Linked DNA regions of Anser cygnoides: region 1 is linked to region 2. Evidence: chromatin contacts called from public Hi-C data. All regions are on one chromosome and are shown on one strand. Each heading gives the region's core, a stretch centred on a gene start, on an enhancer-like site or on the middle of the called end of the contact. The rest is flanking DNA. Distances are from core to core; before and after follow the strand shown. Region 1 has its middle 8.0 kb from the start of RAP2B. Region 2 holds the start of LEKR1 (leucine, glutamate and lysine rich 1).

Region 1 (3,215 bases), core at 561-3,060, 620 kb before region 2:
CGAAGCCTTCATTTTTTGTCAGAATAAGTGGCCGCAATACAAATGGGAAACAGTGGCTGTGGTGTATTTTGGACTGTATAAAAGCTTTTCCCACATCCCCTGTTTCTAGTAAGAAACAATGTTGACATATTATTTTATTACATTCAGAGTAGTTATCGATAGTCTGCCACAAAACTGGAAGAGATATCAAAAGATTTATAATGCAGTTTGCATTTGTATTTGAACACCAGAAATGCAAAATTTCCTAATGCTATCACACTGGTTGTAAGCACTCTGGTGAACAGAATCAGAAATTTAGGTGGTTTTGATAAATTGGATAACTGTCAAACATTTGTGCCTTGTATGGCATATTTAATGGTGTGTCTAGTTTTGATTTTTAATTTACCTTTATGCAAAAATAATCTCATAGGGTAAAGCAGCCTACTGGCTTTAATAGCAGGGTGAAACCCAAGCAAAAAAAGTGAAGTATAGTTGAAAACTGAATTTCTGTGACCATCTTGACATTTTGTTCTGCTTACAGTGTTAAAATGCCTCATCCGTTCCATTCAAAATGAGAGATCCTCAAAGTTCACTGCTTGAGCAATCAAGAACTGGCTCAAACGAGCAGAAGATTAGAAGGATTGATTGGAGTAGATCCTAGGACTAGATATTTTTATTTGCTGTTTGTGAGTGGGACGAATGAGGAATACAGTTCTATCCTGAGGAACGCACTTCCTATAAATAATTTGTGCACCTTTCTCATTTACCATGGATTGACTCCTGATGGGTTACTCTACTTTTATCCAGCCGTGATTCTCAGGTAGGTCTTCCAGTACTTTTTCTCACATGACTGGACTAACCTGGGGTGTGTTTTCCTGGTCTATGTCAAGCAGCACGGTGCCACAAGCAGAGGCCGTTACAGCCATACAGGGCCATCAGCACTCCTGCAGTACCTTTGTACGGGAACTGTTGATGACAAAATAAAATATACGGAAATATAAATAAGTCCACATTCTGCAAATGGTAATAGTTTCTATATATTGTTGGAATTGTGGATGGCGATACACAGGACGGCCTGCAGCACCAGCGCTCCAGAAAGCTCAGAGCTGTGGATATCGCAGCGGGGCAGGGAGCCTGCCTGCCAGGAGCCTGCCAGGAGCCGGCCAGGGCAGGAGGAGGCCCTGTGGGAGCAGCCGGTGTCCTGACAGTGCGTGACGATCGCCAGCTTTCACACAGATTCTCTGAGGGCTTGTGGTCACATCAGCATTCCTGACTGCCTGGTCTGACAATATCGAACGTGGCTTACAGATCAAGTAGTATCAACATCATTTCATCTTATCTGTTCGTTCTCATGAGGTCATCTGTCCATACAACAGAGGTTGTTTATGTGCCATGACTTGGCCTAAAGTCAAGCTGGGTGGGGTTATCTGCAGAGGCCAGGTGTTGCAAGAGTTAGTTTGCTTCCACATTCACCTTAATCTGGCCCAGCAGCTGAAGGCCTGGAAGATGAAACAGTATTTAGCGAGTGCACTGGTGACACAGCCGGCGGTCAGCCACTGTGATCCCTCCAGCCTTGACCAGACAGAAACAACCTAAGGGTAAGCGACAGGCAGCAGACCTTTTAGAACATTCAGAAAATGTGGCATTTTGTTCAAGAGATTTGAAGTCTATTGAGGCTGCAGATAACTTACATTAGTCTGAGCCTGTTGTGTCTTACTTTCCCTCAGAAAAGCTTATCTTCTTTGTTGATACGCTGAGCCAAAATTTACTTAGAAATTAATACTCAAATACAAGGCTAAAGAATACCCACCAGTATTTACTCTCTAATGTTTTCAGTTACCTAAGATGCAGCAAAAGAACTCTGCTGGTTAGAAAGGAAGCGTATATACTTCATAAACAACAGTGTAAATTTCAGTGCTGAAAGGATGCCATTTATTCTAAACTCTTGTTTTACATATTCTTCGCAGATGACTGAAGAGTGAAATTATGTAACTGGCATTGAAATGGTTTTCACTGACCTGCCATGTGGACATCAGAAAGGCTGCCAAATTTGGCACAGTTGTTTCATAAACTGCCATTGCCCATATGGCCACATAGCTTGCAAAGATTTGCTGATCTTGCAGTCTGCCTGTGCATTACAAAATAAAGCTCAATTAAGCAGGCAGATCCTCTTGTCTAGTTTAATTTCTTTTCTCTTGCAGTCTTAAGGACTCAATCAGGGCAAGGCTGAGGGATCCAAGGCTTGCCTGTCTTCATGAGAGCTAGAGATGCTCAGCATCCCAAAGGACCATATTGTAAATGTTTTATGAGTTTGTGCCAAGCGCCTAAAAATGGGAGCAATTTTTGTGAGCTTCTGCAGCTTTAGTAACATTATTATTCTTGATAAAATCCTGTGGGCATAGGTTCAGAGAGCAAAACATGCTTGTGTATCAACCTTCCCTCTTGCACATCTCTTATCACCAATTCTCTTGACCATGAACCACTAAACACTGTTCAAGAGACAATGAGAGATTTTGGTTAAATTATATTCTAGGGGATAGTTCCATTCTGTCCACTGAAAACTGTTAAATTTTTTTTTTTTTTTAACTTTTATGTGTTTTTGCTATGTTTAAATCACTTTTCCGTAGTGATTGGAATAGGTATTTTCATTTCTCTCGTTCTAGTACATGGGGGAAACAGATCCTCTTACCTCTCTCAATTACCAGCCCCTTGCTTACACCTCTTTAATATTTACACGTCTGTGGACTCACTGACTTTCTGGATATATCTATTACTCCATAACGTTCATGGGAGTTACAGGCAACGAGAAAGGAAAGGAATAAAACTCTGATTTTATTTAGGACATTTCCTTCCAAAGATGTACTCTCATTCTTTAAAATGAGAATGTGTTTCTGTCATTATTACCAAGGGAAAAAAGCCCTAGACTTTAGTTAAACTGCCAATATTTACAACCGTAGTTTTATATCACTAGTCTGAGACAAAAGGCAGACTATTACAGTGATTCCTACACAGAAGACCATAGCCTAACGAGCTGCAAACCCCACTGTCTGCTTCTTTAGGACTCTGGAAACTCCCGTCTAACTTACGAAATATGATAAGATCACAGTTGAAAGTATTCATTCCTCACTGCAATGTGACCAGAAGTGTCTGTCGAGAGAAACTCCTTGTTCCTGGTAAGGTGGTGGAAGAATAAACAAATTCAACTAGTTGAAGAGGGAAGACTCTCAAAATTACAA
Region 2 (3,342 bases), core at 690-3,189:
CAGCGCTGCAAAACCGCTTCGCTGCGCTGGGCTTTGTACCGAGCACATGAAAGGGCAGCCTGAAACTAGAGGGCTGGTATAAAAATACCACTTTTAATCAGGAAACTGGGTTAACTGGGAAATGTTGCAGGCGCTGGCAGACCTGTTCACCCTTGCACTCGGTGACCGGGTCCTGCTTTGTGTGAAGAGGGTGTTCGTGTTTATTAGCCTTTTTCCCTAGCTGCCCGCTGGCATGGACTTTGCTCCTCTGGGTTGGGATTTGCAGGCAGCGGGAGGCTTTCCACGTGTGTTTGAGAAGGTACAAAGCCTGCAGGAAAACAATGGAAATAGCTGGCTTATGACTGCTGCGTGTCACGCACTCGTTTCTTGCCTGGTGGTTTGTCCTTGGAGCCGCGCACGCCGCCTGGAACCTGATCTGGAGCGGTGGCGGTAATTGGGGCTGGCACGCACGCCGCGCTGCCGCCACGCCACGTGGGGAGCGGGCCAGCTCCCGCCGGGCTCCCTCGCCCACCCCGCGGGGCCAGGCATCGCCTCCCCGATGGGAGCTGGGAGCCTGCCGGCGGGGTGGTCCTGAGCCGCTCCTGGAGCACGGCCCCGGGGGGACTGGGGATTTGGGGGGGATTTTGGGGTTGCCTCAGAGCAGGGCGAGGCGGGAGCTGCCCGTCCTGCGCAACGTTTCTCCTCAGGGCCCCCTGACCTTGAGCAACTGGGGCTGGTGGCAGCAAAGCCCCTGGCAGGCTCCCCTCATCCCCCATGAGAGCCTCCTCAGAGCACCCCCCCGTCAGTTTCCTGACAGACCCCGCGTCGGTTTCCTCACAGCCCCCCGTGTCAGTCCCCTCGCAGCCCCGTGTTTGTCCCCTCAGTCCCATGCCTGTCCCCTCACATCCCCCATATCAGCCCCCCACAGCCCCCCACCAGTCCCCCCATAGCCCCCACGTCAGTTTCCTCACAGACCCCACGACAATCTCCTCACATCCCCTCATGTCAGGCCCCCCAGCCCCATATCAGCCCCCCAGCCCCATGCCAGCCCCCCCAGCCCCATGTCAGCCCCCAGCCCCACGCCTGTCCCCTCATCCCCCGGGGCCGGGCAGGGAGCGGCGGGGCGGTGCTGCCGCCCCGGGCCGTTGCGTGCCTGCCCCGTTTCACAACCGCCGGCTCGGCACGGCAGGGCCCGGCTCCGCACGGCAGGGCCCGGCTCGGCACGCCACGGGCGGCCATCGCGTGCGATCCGGCGGCCCCGCCGCCCCCCCCCGCCGCGGCGGCAGCACGCAGGGCCCAGCTGCCGGGGAGGCGCTGCCGGGCCCGCACCGCCCCTCCCGACCGCACGGCCCCGGCGGGGGCTGCCGCAGGCCGCCGCCTTTGTGCCGACCTTGGGCGGGCGGGACGAGGCCGCGGGAAGGGCTGCACGGCGCTCACCGGGGCGGCAGCCGGAGTATCCCCCGGGGCACACAGCGGGACACAGGGGGACACACATCGGTACATCCCGGGACACACACCGGGGCGCACCCTGGGACACACTGGGGCACACCGCGGCGCCCCCAGGGGCACAGGGGGGCACACACCGGGATATATCGGCACAGCCCGGGGCACACCCCGGGGCACCCCGAGGCACACACCGGGACACACCGGGGCGCACACCGGAGCACACACCGGGGCATACACTGGGGTACGCCGGGGCACACATCGGCACACACTGGGGCACACATCGGTACACCCCGAGGCACACACCGGGGCACACCCCGGCGCACCCCCGGGCCGTTTCCCCGCGGAGCCCCCCCCGTTGGGGCTGTGCCCTTCCCGCTGGGGCGCTGTGCAGCCCCGCATCACCCGCGGGCCATCACCGGGGGCACGGCGAGGCCGCAGCCCCGAGGCACCGGGGGGGCCGGGACCCGCTGCGGGGGGCGAGCACCGCCACCCCCCCCCCCCCCCCAAACCCCCGAGCGCGCTCCCGTTCCCGCCCGCGCGGGGGCGCGCCCCGTGGCCGCGCCGCGCCGTTGCCGCGGTGACGCCAGGACGCCGCCGGGGCCCGGCGAGAAAATGGCGGCGGCCACGGAGCGGCCCGGCCCCGGGCACGCCCTGCCCCCGGGGATCCGAGAGGTACGGGGCTGCGGGGGGGGGAACCGGGCCCGGGCCGCGGCACGCCGGGGGCACGGCGTTACACACGGAGCGCAGTCACCTGCCGGGGGGGCGCGCGCGGCGGGGACGGGAAGGCGTTCGTGCTGCCGCTCCGAGCGAGCCCGGACCCGGTACCGCGCGCCGCGTGTGGCTGCCGCAGCGATGCAGGGCGCGTAGCTGGGCTGAAGCGGTGTCGGGGTTGCGTGTGGAGCTCAGCCCCGCTTGTCTCCTCTTCAGGGCTGTGGGGGGTCAGCTCAGAGCTGCAGGTCTTTAAGGAAAATCATACAGCCGGGAATTTAGGAAAGAGCTGACGAGTCCGTTGCCCTAGGAAAGGGCAATAGAGTTGGGTCTACTTGCTCTAGAAGATGCCTCAGGGCACGCTGACGGTATTCACATGCTGTATGTAGTTGTCCTTTATCTCTAGCTGGAAATTAATCTTACCCTCACCGTTCTCCACTTGCTTTGGTTGAAAGTGACGAACCCAGAGGCAGGGGTAGAGCAGTGGAGCAGCTCAGCAGGGGAGCTGTGGAATTCCTCTGGTGGTAGCGGGGGGACGGCTGAAGCAAGGTTTTGCTTTGGAGCAGAGGACCGGGCAGGCAAGCCCCTGAGCTCTCAGCTCTGCGGCGTGCCGCCAACAGAAAGGTCTCCATGCAGAGGGTACGCCAGCCAGCACCCCTAGGTGTGAGCAAGAGTAGTCTCATGTTCCCGTCCCATCCTACCCAGTCGCCTCAACGTGAGCTCTAAGGCAACGACAGGCCAAGATTTTGGGATCGGTTAGGGGTCATGGTTTTACACATCCTTTGCTGCTGCTCACTTCTTCGCTCAGCTGGCTTGCGTTGTAGTTGCAGGATAGTTACAAGATACTGGGCTTGGTTACAAGTCATTCTCACAATTTCCTGTCCTTGTATTTTCTACCTTTTATGTAGACATGTTCTTATTCCCTTCGCGTTCTCTGCTTCTTGGATTTTATAGCATCTCTTTTGTAATCTCGCTTTTAGGTTGCTCCTAACATAAGCGGAACTTGTGCCAGCTGTAGGTTGTTCTGCCAAACGGAGCACATGCTCCCAACATGCAGCTAGCTGGCCGAAGGAACATGTGTATCCAGAGGGAATGTGTTAAGCGTTGTGATTTCAGCACCTAGCAGTGAGCATTCTTGGTCCCGCAGCTGCTTCGAGCTGCCTTGCTCGGCTGCGTGCTCAGGAGGTTGGGCTGCAGGGCTCAGAGTGG

The links. Hi-C and Micro-C count contacts between places; a contact is called where the count stands out from the background.
Region 1: a contact with region 2 is called in a Hi-C map of liver, with 3 times the contacts expected there. The contact joins the enhancer-like site here to the promoter of LEKR1 in region 2. A contact is called at or near these places in 2 of 7 Hi-C or Micro-C datasets (both in liver).

What each region holds. Positions count from the first base shown.
Region 1 is chr9:26,274,531-26,277,745 of Taihu_goose_T2T_genome, reverse strand. No RefSeq gene overlaps it. Among named protein-coding and RNA genes, the nearest start is that of RAP2B, 8.0 kb to the right of the region's middle. Within about 2 kb of position 1,810, at least 2 of the 3 cell types and tissues checked have open chromatin away from gene starts, as enhancers often do. A contact at or near this core is called in liver, where this site is marked.
Region 2 is chr9:25,657,329-25,660,670 of Taihu_goose_T2T_genome, reverse strand. It overlaps LEKR1 (leucine, glutamate and lysine rich 1), which reads left to right and starts at 1,939. Exons shown (of 11, transcript XM_067002611.1): 1 at 1,939-2,097. The coding sequence starts at 2,038.